2 separate regions of the Mus musculus genome follow, and region 2 is linked to region 1. The links are chromatin contacts, called in public HiChIP or PLAC-seq maps. All regions are on one chromosome and are shown on one strand. The core of a region is the stretch at or near the end of the contact, and the rest is flanking DNA. Distances in the headings are between cores, read along the strand shown.

Evidence for each region. HiChIP or PLAC-seq counts read pairs in DNA pulled down with a chosen protein or histone mark.
Region 2: a contact with region 1 is called in an H3K4me3 HiChIP or PLAC-seq map of the SCID.adh cell line, with 9 read pairs. The contact joins two enhancer-like sites. A contact is called at or near these places in 2 of 484 Hi-C or Micro-C datasets (the G1E-ER4 cell line and bone marrow-derived macrophages) and 2 of 115 datasets of contacts at active chromatin or transcription factors (the SCID.adh cell line and large pre-B cells).

The regions. Positions count from the first base shown.
Region 1 is chr15:63,277,921-63,282,369 of GRCm38.p6, reverse strand. No RefSeq gene overlaps it. Among named protein-coding and RNA genes, the nearest start is that of Gm41335, 77 kb to the left of the region's middle. Within about 2 kb of position 2,314, at least 10 of the 459 cell types and tissues checked have an H3K27ac peak or open chromatin away from gene starts, as enhancers often do. A contact at or near this core is called in the SCID.adh cell line, where this site is marked.
Region 2 is chr15:63,723,305-63,728,202 of GRCm38.p6, reverse strand. All of the region lies in intron 2 of 4930449C09Rik (RIKEN cDNA 4930449C09 gene), which reads right to left. Among named protein-coding and RNA genes, the nearest start is that of 4930449C09Rik, 7.4 kb to the right of the region's middle. Within about 2 kb of position 3,477, at least 12 of the 459 cell types and tissues checked have an H3K27ac peak or open chromatin away from gene starts, as enhancers often do. A contact at or near this core is called in the SCID.adh cell line, where this site is marked.

The sequences.
Region 1 (4,449 bases), core at 1,065-3,564:
TCATTTTAGATTGCATGTGCTCTCACTTGTGATGGGAGTTTCTTATAAGCAGTATACCACTGAACTTTTTTCTTTTATCCATTCATCCAGTTTAAGTCTTTTAATTGGGAGATATAGTTTGTTTACATTCCATTATTATTGATATATTTGCATTTAACTCTGTCCTTTAAAATAATTCTTTTTGTATTAACATGTGGATATTTTGTGATTTTTTTGGGTTAATAATGTTTGACTTTTTTTTCTATTTCTGCTTTGAGTGTTTGTTTTTCCAATAGATTTTATGCTATCATGGTGTTAATTATTATTCTTTTGTTTCTGGATGTTGAACTCCATCAGGCATTATTTACAAAGATATTTTGTTGGTAATGTATTATCTCAGTTGTTTGTTTTAAAATTTATTTACTTTTAAGTTCTGAAAAATAATGTTTCTGGGCATAATAATCATGGTCAACACATTCATTCTTTCATAATTTCTAATAATATAGTTCCTAACTTACAAGTGTCCTGATTAAAATATGTTGCTATCCTAATGTGGATTCATTTATATGTGACCTGCTGATACTTTTCTTCAAGAGTTTAGAATTCTCTCTCTCTTTTTTTCTTTTTTTCTTTTGTAATTTTGAGACTTTGACTAAGATATATCAAGATTAGGACATTTTCACCTCAAGTCTATTTAGAGTCCTATGGCCATTTGGCCTCTATATGTTTAGATCTTTCTCAATATGGAAGTTGTCCACAGCTATTAACTCAAAGTGTAAGTTTTTTTAACCTCTCATATATTCCTCCTCTCCATGTACTGCCCTCCCAAATAGGAAAACACTTGTTTACTTAATCAAACCCTAGAGTTCTTTGGGGCTACAATCATTCTCTTAGTTTTTCTTTTTTGTTTGTCATTTTGTGGGATTTCAAATTTTCTCTACAAAGTGGTATCCTTTCTTCTGTTTGTTCTAGTCCGGAACTTTCCACTGTGTTTTATATTTGACTTATTGTGCTCTTCATTTTGAAGGTTTCTGTTTGGGTCTTTCTCAAAATCTTTGCTGTTTTTCTCACTGTGGCAGCTATTGTATTTTCTTCGACCATCTTGGATCCTTGTAATCATTCTTTTTAAAACTTATTTTTTTTATTCCTCTCTCATAGAATACATCCTGATGGCAGCCTCCCCTCTCCATTTCCCACAGTGATTCCCACCCTTCCCCCAAATCCAGTTTCTGTGTTTCCCTTCAGAAAAGTATAGGCCTCCCAATAATATCAACCGAACATGGTATAGAAAGATGCAATAAGACTAGGCATAAACCCTCATATCAAGGCTGGAGGAGGCAATGCAATAGGAGGAAAAGGGTCCACAGTCAGGCAAGAGTCCTCATTCCCACTATTCATGCATTACCTTGGTATCATTTTTGTTGGTCTATTGACAACCAGTTACCATGTCCCTGGGAGCATTGTGTCCCTTTGTATTTTCTTCCACACACCACACCCCCCCTTTTTAAACCATACTTTGAGATTTATATATCCAGTGAACCATTCTTGCTATCACCTTTATAAGACAGTTTTTGTGCTAAGCAGCTTTCTTATAAAAACCTGTCTTATGGTTATGGGTTTGATATGTTGTGTTTGCTCTGAGAAGGACCCAGTCTCTTTTTGCAATCTGCTGAAATCCTAAAGATTGTGATAATTCAGAGTTTACTGACACTAAGAGTGGTGCAAATTCAGAAATAAGTTTATTCTCATGATAAAATCAGTCACAGTAGCTTAGGGTCTTCATCAGTTGTAGCATCCTAAGGTCTGAGGGTTTGTGAACTTCCTAAATGATATGAGTATCTTCTCCAAAACAAAGCTGTATGGTTACTCTCGGTTGCTCTTCTCAGCAGTATGAAAATCTATGGCAACTGTAAATTTTTCCGGTAGCTAGGATTTTGGTAGCATTTTCTGAGTCTCTCCTATTCATTCTTTCTCTTACACATGTGAAGTCTCCTCCTCAACTGGAGAGCTTGATAGCAGTTGCCTCAGAAACATTTTCTTCTTTATAGGCTACTTTCCCAAGTATCTGAATCAGCCTCTTTCCTGCTAAGTTCAAGCATTTCTGCATGACCACTCTCCTCAAAAAGTTCCTGTCTACTTATTGTTTTCTATTTCCTTTCTGGAAGAGGAAACATGTGCTGAATCGCTGTTCAGTCATCATATAATGTCCTCCAATGATGTTTTACAGCTTTAGTGGTACCCTCAAAGCCCGTTTGGTATTTCACTACTTAGCTTCCATCCACTCTTCTTTTCATCCATCTATGGCTTCAGTGGGGCCTTGGAACTTTGTGACCCCATAGATCAGACATTCCAGTGGCTGTGTGAAACTACCCTGTGGTGTGTTATCTCATAGCTTACCATTGTAATGGAAAGACTGGCAGGTAATTTTTAATCAAATTTAGTGAAATGAAAACAACAGCCAAAGACTGGGTCCGTTACAGGGAACTACAAAGGAGAATTGGAGCTTTGTTGAAAGGCTTCATGGAAACTCCTTGATGTGGATTTTGACAGATGAAGATAAGCATTGGCCAGGTGGCGAAACATGTGAAACCCTTGCCATGCTAATTTGCCTGGGAAATGCATTATGTTTAACAAAAGATGCTGGCTTAATTTGTAATGATACCCGTAAAAACTTAATTTAACCAGCTATGCTTTTTATTTTTTATATCTCAGGATAATATTTAATTACACTGGTTCTTCACAGAATCTATGTCTTCCAGTGGCTGAATGCAGTTTTATTCATTTGCACATACACAAAGCATTTTGTTTAAAGAGCTTCTCTCTTTGTTATTAATCTAGTTAATGGCTTATTCTTTGAATATTAATAATAAGAAACAAAAACATTCCTCATACGTTGCAGGAGTATTTGAATCTCACTCCAGGGAATCAGGTAGTTCATGAGCAATTCCTTGCATTAATCATATTGATGACGTAGAAACTCTTCTGAGGCGTTGATTTATATTAGATATTACTAAAAGAACTAAACAGAATCACAAATAGAAAATGCTAAATACTAAAACATAAACACTAGTTTTCCAATGTTTTGTATATGAATTATCCATAGTTAATCATTAATTTTAACATAGTGATAATTCAGTATATTTCCATTTAAAAGGTGTTACAGAGTATGTGAGTATTAGGTGCCATTCTTCCTAATGCTTCAAATAATTGTTGAAAAATAAAACCTGGCTAAACTGATAACTTGGGCAACACAGATTATGTTCATGCTAAAACAAACTGTCTCATCTAAAATTTTGTACCTTTGAGTCAGCTACAGTGAATTGTTACTATAGGGGATTATGAGATGCTAGAGGGTGAATTTTCTTTTGTGTTCCATGGAGAATGAGATGCAGAGATTCTGATCCTGAGGGTCATGTGAATTTATAAATAGCCCCATTCTCTAGCTATAGAAACCTGGGCTTTGGGTGTTGGTAGAATCTTTATATAATATGAGTTTCTTGAAAATAGATTTTGTAGAAATCTCTAAGTATTTATGCTTTTTATTCTGTTAAAGAATACCATCCACTCAGTCTAGAAATAGAGAGCCAAGTAAAATATACTTTGGGGCTGGTTATTGTCACTAATTGTTAGTTTATTAATTTAGCTGTAAGTGATGACATCAAATCATATAGAGATTAAAGAACTGACATTACATGGGATATCAATCTTAGGCTCTCCTAAAGTGGGGCTGTCATTGATAAATCTATTTATGATTGTATACCCTGTGTCTTTTTTGTGAATATTGATTCATATATTCCACAGATGGCTGATACACTTTATGGAATTCTTGTTACTTAGGAGCAAAAAATAATAATAATTCCCCCTCTTCAATCTTCAAGGATTATATTATGTATTTGTGATAAAAAGTTCCAGGCTTGATCTCTTCAGTTGCTGTCTGTGTAGCACATCCTTTGCTGTTAGGGATAAATAATGAAGAGACAGATGTTTGAAATGAACTTTGAGGTTCATCTGCAAAATACAACTTTGCTTAAGTAATAATTGTTAAAGTTTTTTCAGCATACTGAGGAATTTTATTCTACATCTTAGTTAAGTGGTAACTACCCAATGAGCCTTCTAAAATTCATGTCCAATGATACAACCCAGTATAAACTCATAGCCTATATGAGCAATAACTAATAGAGCAATTTCACTTTCATTATGTGCTTCTTAAAAAAAAACTGTGAAATCAAACATTGGATGTTTCTTTGGTCATTTTTGGTCATTTTCATTTCTCTGTTATCTCCCCTGTTAATCAGTTTGATATCACAGGCTCTGGTATCTGATAACTATTTGAATCACTAGGCAATAGTGATTCACCTGTCTCTTTATTAGAACGTCTTCTTGGGCAATTCCCTTGTCAGCCTTGGGCCTCCAATTATTCAGCTGGAAAATACAGAGGTGTTGGGAGGGGAATAGCATTGGTAAAAGACA
Region 2 (4,898 bases), core at 2,228-4,727, 440 kb before region 1:
ATGGTTAGTAGCACCCTAAAAGGTTTAAATGTAAGATTCCAGAAATGATTTATAAAATTTAAAGTACATTTTTGCATTGTATATCCTTTTTGGTGTGTGCGTGTGTGTGTGTGTGTAGCTCATAGAACATCTTTGAGTGTTGGTCTTCGGATGCTTTCTGAGTTTTGTTATGGACAAGTCTTCTCACTGGCCTGGATCTTTCCCATATAGGCCAGGAGAGCTGGCCCGTATTTCTCCATTTCTTGATTTTAGGCATGAACCATCACATGAAGTCCCTGGGGCTAAACTCAGGTTCTTACACTTGGGAGGCAAGTACTTTACCAACTGAATGATCTCTCAGCCCAGAGTATGGTGATATCTGTACCACCCATCTTGAAATTTGAATTATAACTTTCAACATAGCCATATTACCCACTCATTTGTGTAATATTCAGCCCACCAATTATTTGCTCATTTGTTATTTAAGTCTTTGGGTTGGTTATTGAGATCTCACACTGTTTGTTAGCATATGAGGCTCAATGCTGTCTTCAAGTCTCAGATATCCTAGAACTCTCAGGGTATATCATCTATGGAAAAAGAAGTGTTCTTCTATGACAGCGTCTTGGACTCAATAAAACAGCCAGACCATTAAGCCTAACTCATAATTTTATAGTCATTTTGCTTCCATTTATCCAACATGTTTAGAGCCTAGGATTTAGCATCATTCAGTGCTGGGTTAAGTTTATCTATTCATTTACTAGTTTTTGAACTTGAACACCTTCTTCAACTTTCTGAGCACAGTTTCTCTGGCTGTCATAGAAACAGTACCTCTCCTTTGAATCTGTGTATAGGGACTAGATGAGTCAAGGGGAGGCCTGCAAGACTTTCCAGGGTCCTCAGCATTCAACAGATTTATATATAAGAAACCCATCCACCCTCGTGTATACTGTGTGCATAGTTTAAAAATGTGCTCAGATGGAGCTCAAGGGTCCCTGTGCTGTTAAATAAATACTTCCATTGAGGACAAACTGAATTTGATAGCTTTGCTCAAACCTCGCTGTCAAGCAAGGGCTGGTGGAGGGTTAGGTTAGAGCTCTCCTCCCTTTTGTGATTGTGGGTCTTGGGCAGGGTGTTAGAAGGTCCCTTCCTCCTGACTTCCTTTTGTTTTGGTGACTGCCCACAGGCATCTGAAACACCATTCAGAAGGCAGGAATTTGAGATCAGTTCCAAGCTGGAAGTGACTTTCATGTGACAGGCAGCACATGTCACTCTGTGACTCTGTAACTAATTTCCCCAGCCTAGGCAGCTCTCCAAATTCCTGGGATGTGATCAATTCTCCAGACCACTTTAGGTTAGGGATGGGGGTGGGGTGGGGGAAGAGTCGGGGAGGGAAAGCTGTATGCAACTCACCCAGCAAATGCAAAAGCTGAGCTCAAATTCACTTTTTTCCCCTTACTTCTTCAAGAAGCCCTTGTTCTTGTAAGAGACAAAGAAACATTCAAAGTTCAGAGAAGTTTAAGACAAATGTTAGAGCTGGAATGGTAAGTGGTAAACATCTAGTTTATTTCTCTTGAGTGGAAATAAATGGTAAGGAACCGGACTGTCTTTAACATGCTTACGAGGACATGTATTTTATCAGGGGTGTCGTGTGGATCTGAATGCTGACTTCTAGCTTTCACTGGATTCCCGATGCACAGTGGAGACTTTTAGTAAGCTAACTTCCCAGGTAGTCAGTTTCTCTATTTCTAAAATTAGCTGGGTTGAACATTTCCTTCCTTATTTATAATTATTATCCGAGGTATTTCAAAGTGTTGGGTCTCACCATTGATGGATCTTCAACAGCATTCGCAATGATCTCCCAAGGTTGTCCAAAGCATAATCATTTCTTTTGTTGTTTCACTTCAGACTTGGCAAGGCAGTTTGCCATATCACAGTGTACAGATTAGGAAACTGAGGCTCAGATAAAATGTGTCCTGTAGCCATGATTCTTTGGTTGGTGAATTGAGTAGGTGTGAATATAGCCCAGATCTCCTGACATCTAGCCTAGTGTTTTTTTTTTTTTTTTTTTTCAAGCTTGACACTTAAGATTGTTGACAGGAGAGAAGTCCAGAGGGTCAGGAGAATGAATAGAAATATGTGGCAGTGGAGGTTGGGGGCTGGGAGGACCACTAGAAACTCCCAGGTGCCAGGGAAGCAAGAGGTTTCCAGGATCCATTGGTGCTGACATTAGCCGAAATACCCAGCAGAGGGAAGATAAAGCCTGAAGAGACCACCTCCAGTAGATAGACATGGCCCCCAGAGGAGGGATGGGGCCACCTATCCATCTCAAAAATTTTAACCCAGAATTGTTCCTGTCTAAAGGAAACACAGGGACAAAAATTGGAGCAGAGACTGGAGGAAAGGCCATGCAGTGACTCTCCCACATGGGGATCCATCCAATCTGCAGACTCTAAATCCTGACACTATTGCTGATGCCAAGAAGTGCTCTCGGACAGGAGCCTAGTATGGCTGTCCTCTGAGAGGCTCCACTAGCATCTGAGTAAGATAGAAGCAGATACTCACAGCTAACCATTAGACTGAGACTGGGGACCCCAATGGAAGAGTTAGGGGAAGGACTGAAGGAGGTGAAGGGGGTTGATTGCAACCCCAGAGGAAGAACAGTATCAACTAACTGGACACCCCAGATCTTCCAGGGACTAAACCACCAACCAAAGAGTTTACATAGGTGGGTCCATGGCTCCAGTTACATATGTAGCAGAGAATTGCCTTATCTGGCATCATGGGAGGAGAGGCCCTTGGTCCTGTGGAGGCTTGTTGTCCCAGCATAGAGGGATGCTAGAGGCGGTGAGGCAGGAGTGGGTGGGTGGGTTAGGGAGCATCTTCTTAGAGACAAGGGGGAGGGGAGGAGGGGTAGAGAAGAGGCCAGGAAGGAGGACAACATTTGAAAATGCAAATAAATAAAATAACTAAGAAAAACAAAACAAAAAAAAAAGATTGTTGACAGGGCAAGAAGCCATACCCGACCAAGTTTGACATTGTTGGTAAGGATGTAAATTAACACAGCTATTATAAAGAATAGTATGAACCTTCCTCAAGAAACTAAAAATAGATCTACCATATGATCCAGCCACTCCAGCTACAGGTGAATATTCAACAGATGTGTCGCAGCTGTATGCTCAAGTGTATCATGACACTGCTCAAAATAGCCAAGATATGGAACTAGCCACAGGGCAGAATGCCAGATGGATAGATAAAGAATGTATGCGCTGTGTACTGCAGAGTATTATGTAGCATAAGGAAAGGGCGACATCCTGTTCTTTCAGCAACTGTATGGAACTGAAGGACATTGGGCAAGCCAGTCACAGGAAGACAAGTAGAGTATGTCCTCTCTCATGTGCAGAATCTCCAAAAGTCAATCTGAAGATAGACTTATCAATTGTCCTAGACCTGAATGGGTGGGGGCTGGATTGGAAAGGGTGTCTATATTTTATCAGTGTATGCCATGTGGTATATGGGGAGATCACATTGAATCCCAGGACTAGGTGCAATTAACATATGCTAATAAGTTGATGCTGGAGAGACAACTCAGGAGGTAAAGCGCTTGCCACTCAAGCCTAAAGATCTGCATTTGATTCCAACATCCACATAAAAAGGCTGGGTGTGATGGTGCGTAATTGTTATCCCAGCACCAGGGAAGCAAGGGTAGGAGGATTCCTGTGGCTTGTTGGCCAGCCTATCTAGCTAAACCTGCAACATCCAGGTCTCAGTGAGAAAGCTGGTGTCAAAAAATACAGTGGGTGGCCCTGGAGGACCAATACCTCTGGCCTACACATGCCCACATGCATGCACATATATGCACACACTCACAGGAATGGGCAAATGAATGTTTAGTATTCAGAACACTCAGCACACGATCCTGTTGGCGTCTCCAGACTTCCTTGAACTTACTTTATGCTCAAGATAACCTTGAACTCTTGATTCTCCTCTATCTGTGGGTCCTGGAATGTGCCTCCAGGCCCAGTTTCTTCCAATGGCTTTAACTTTTTGTAAATGGCATGTTCTATATTTAGTGCAAGTGTTGTCACATAGGAACTTGGAAGGATTGAAAGGTATCTTCGACTTATTGCTACCTTAAACAAATATTGCATGGTAGGATGTTTTGTATGGAACAACTTTTGTATAAAATTGAAAAATCAGAACAATGAATGGGGGAAGAGTTCACACAGGGATTAACAGTGGCTGTTGAGATGGCTCAACGGTTAGGAGCACTAGCTGGCCTTCTAAAGGATCTGGGTTCAATTCCCAGCACCCACATGGCAACTAACAACTGTCTAACTCCAGTTCCCGGAGATCTGACATCCTTACACAGAAACATGTGCGGGCAAAACACCAATGCACATAAAATTAAAATAAATAAATCATTAAAAATGGGCAAGGAAAAGAAAAGAAATCCAAAATTAAAACAAAAATCAAAACAACAAACTAGCTCTGGTTTCTATTTTTTCATTTCTTCTTTTTTTGCTCCTATTTTGAATAAAATAAACATTTTCACATTGACTATAAGATGTGGTAATTGGTTTTAAAAGAAACTTTCTTTTAAGGGTTTGAAGGTGATGGTCTGCTTTGGATAGTGATTGGCTAACTAGCTTGCTTCCATTTGATTCTTTAAGTAGACCCCTGCATATTTTCAATCCAGACACACAAGCTGAGCATTCAGGAGCAATTGCTCATTAACCTTCTTTGTTTAATTAAGATAGCCCCACTCAAGCATGCAGTTAGCTGCCAGTGAGATACAAGAGGATGTTGCCAGGTGAATTTGGTGCAGGGACCCTCATATCTGCTCTAGGATTTTGCCAAAGACTGTTCTGAGCAGGCAGCCTGGTGACACTCACCTGCGGGAAGCAGAAAAGGGGAGCGGG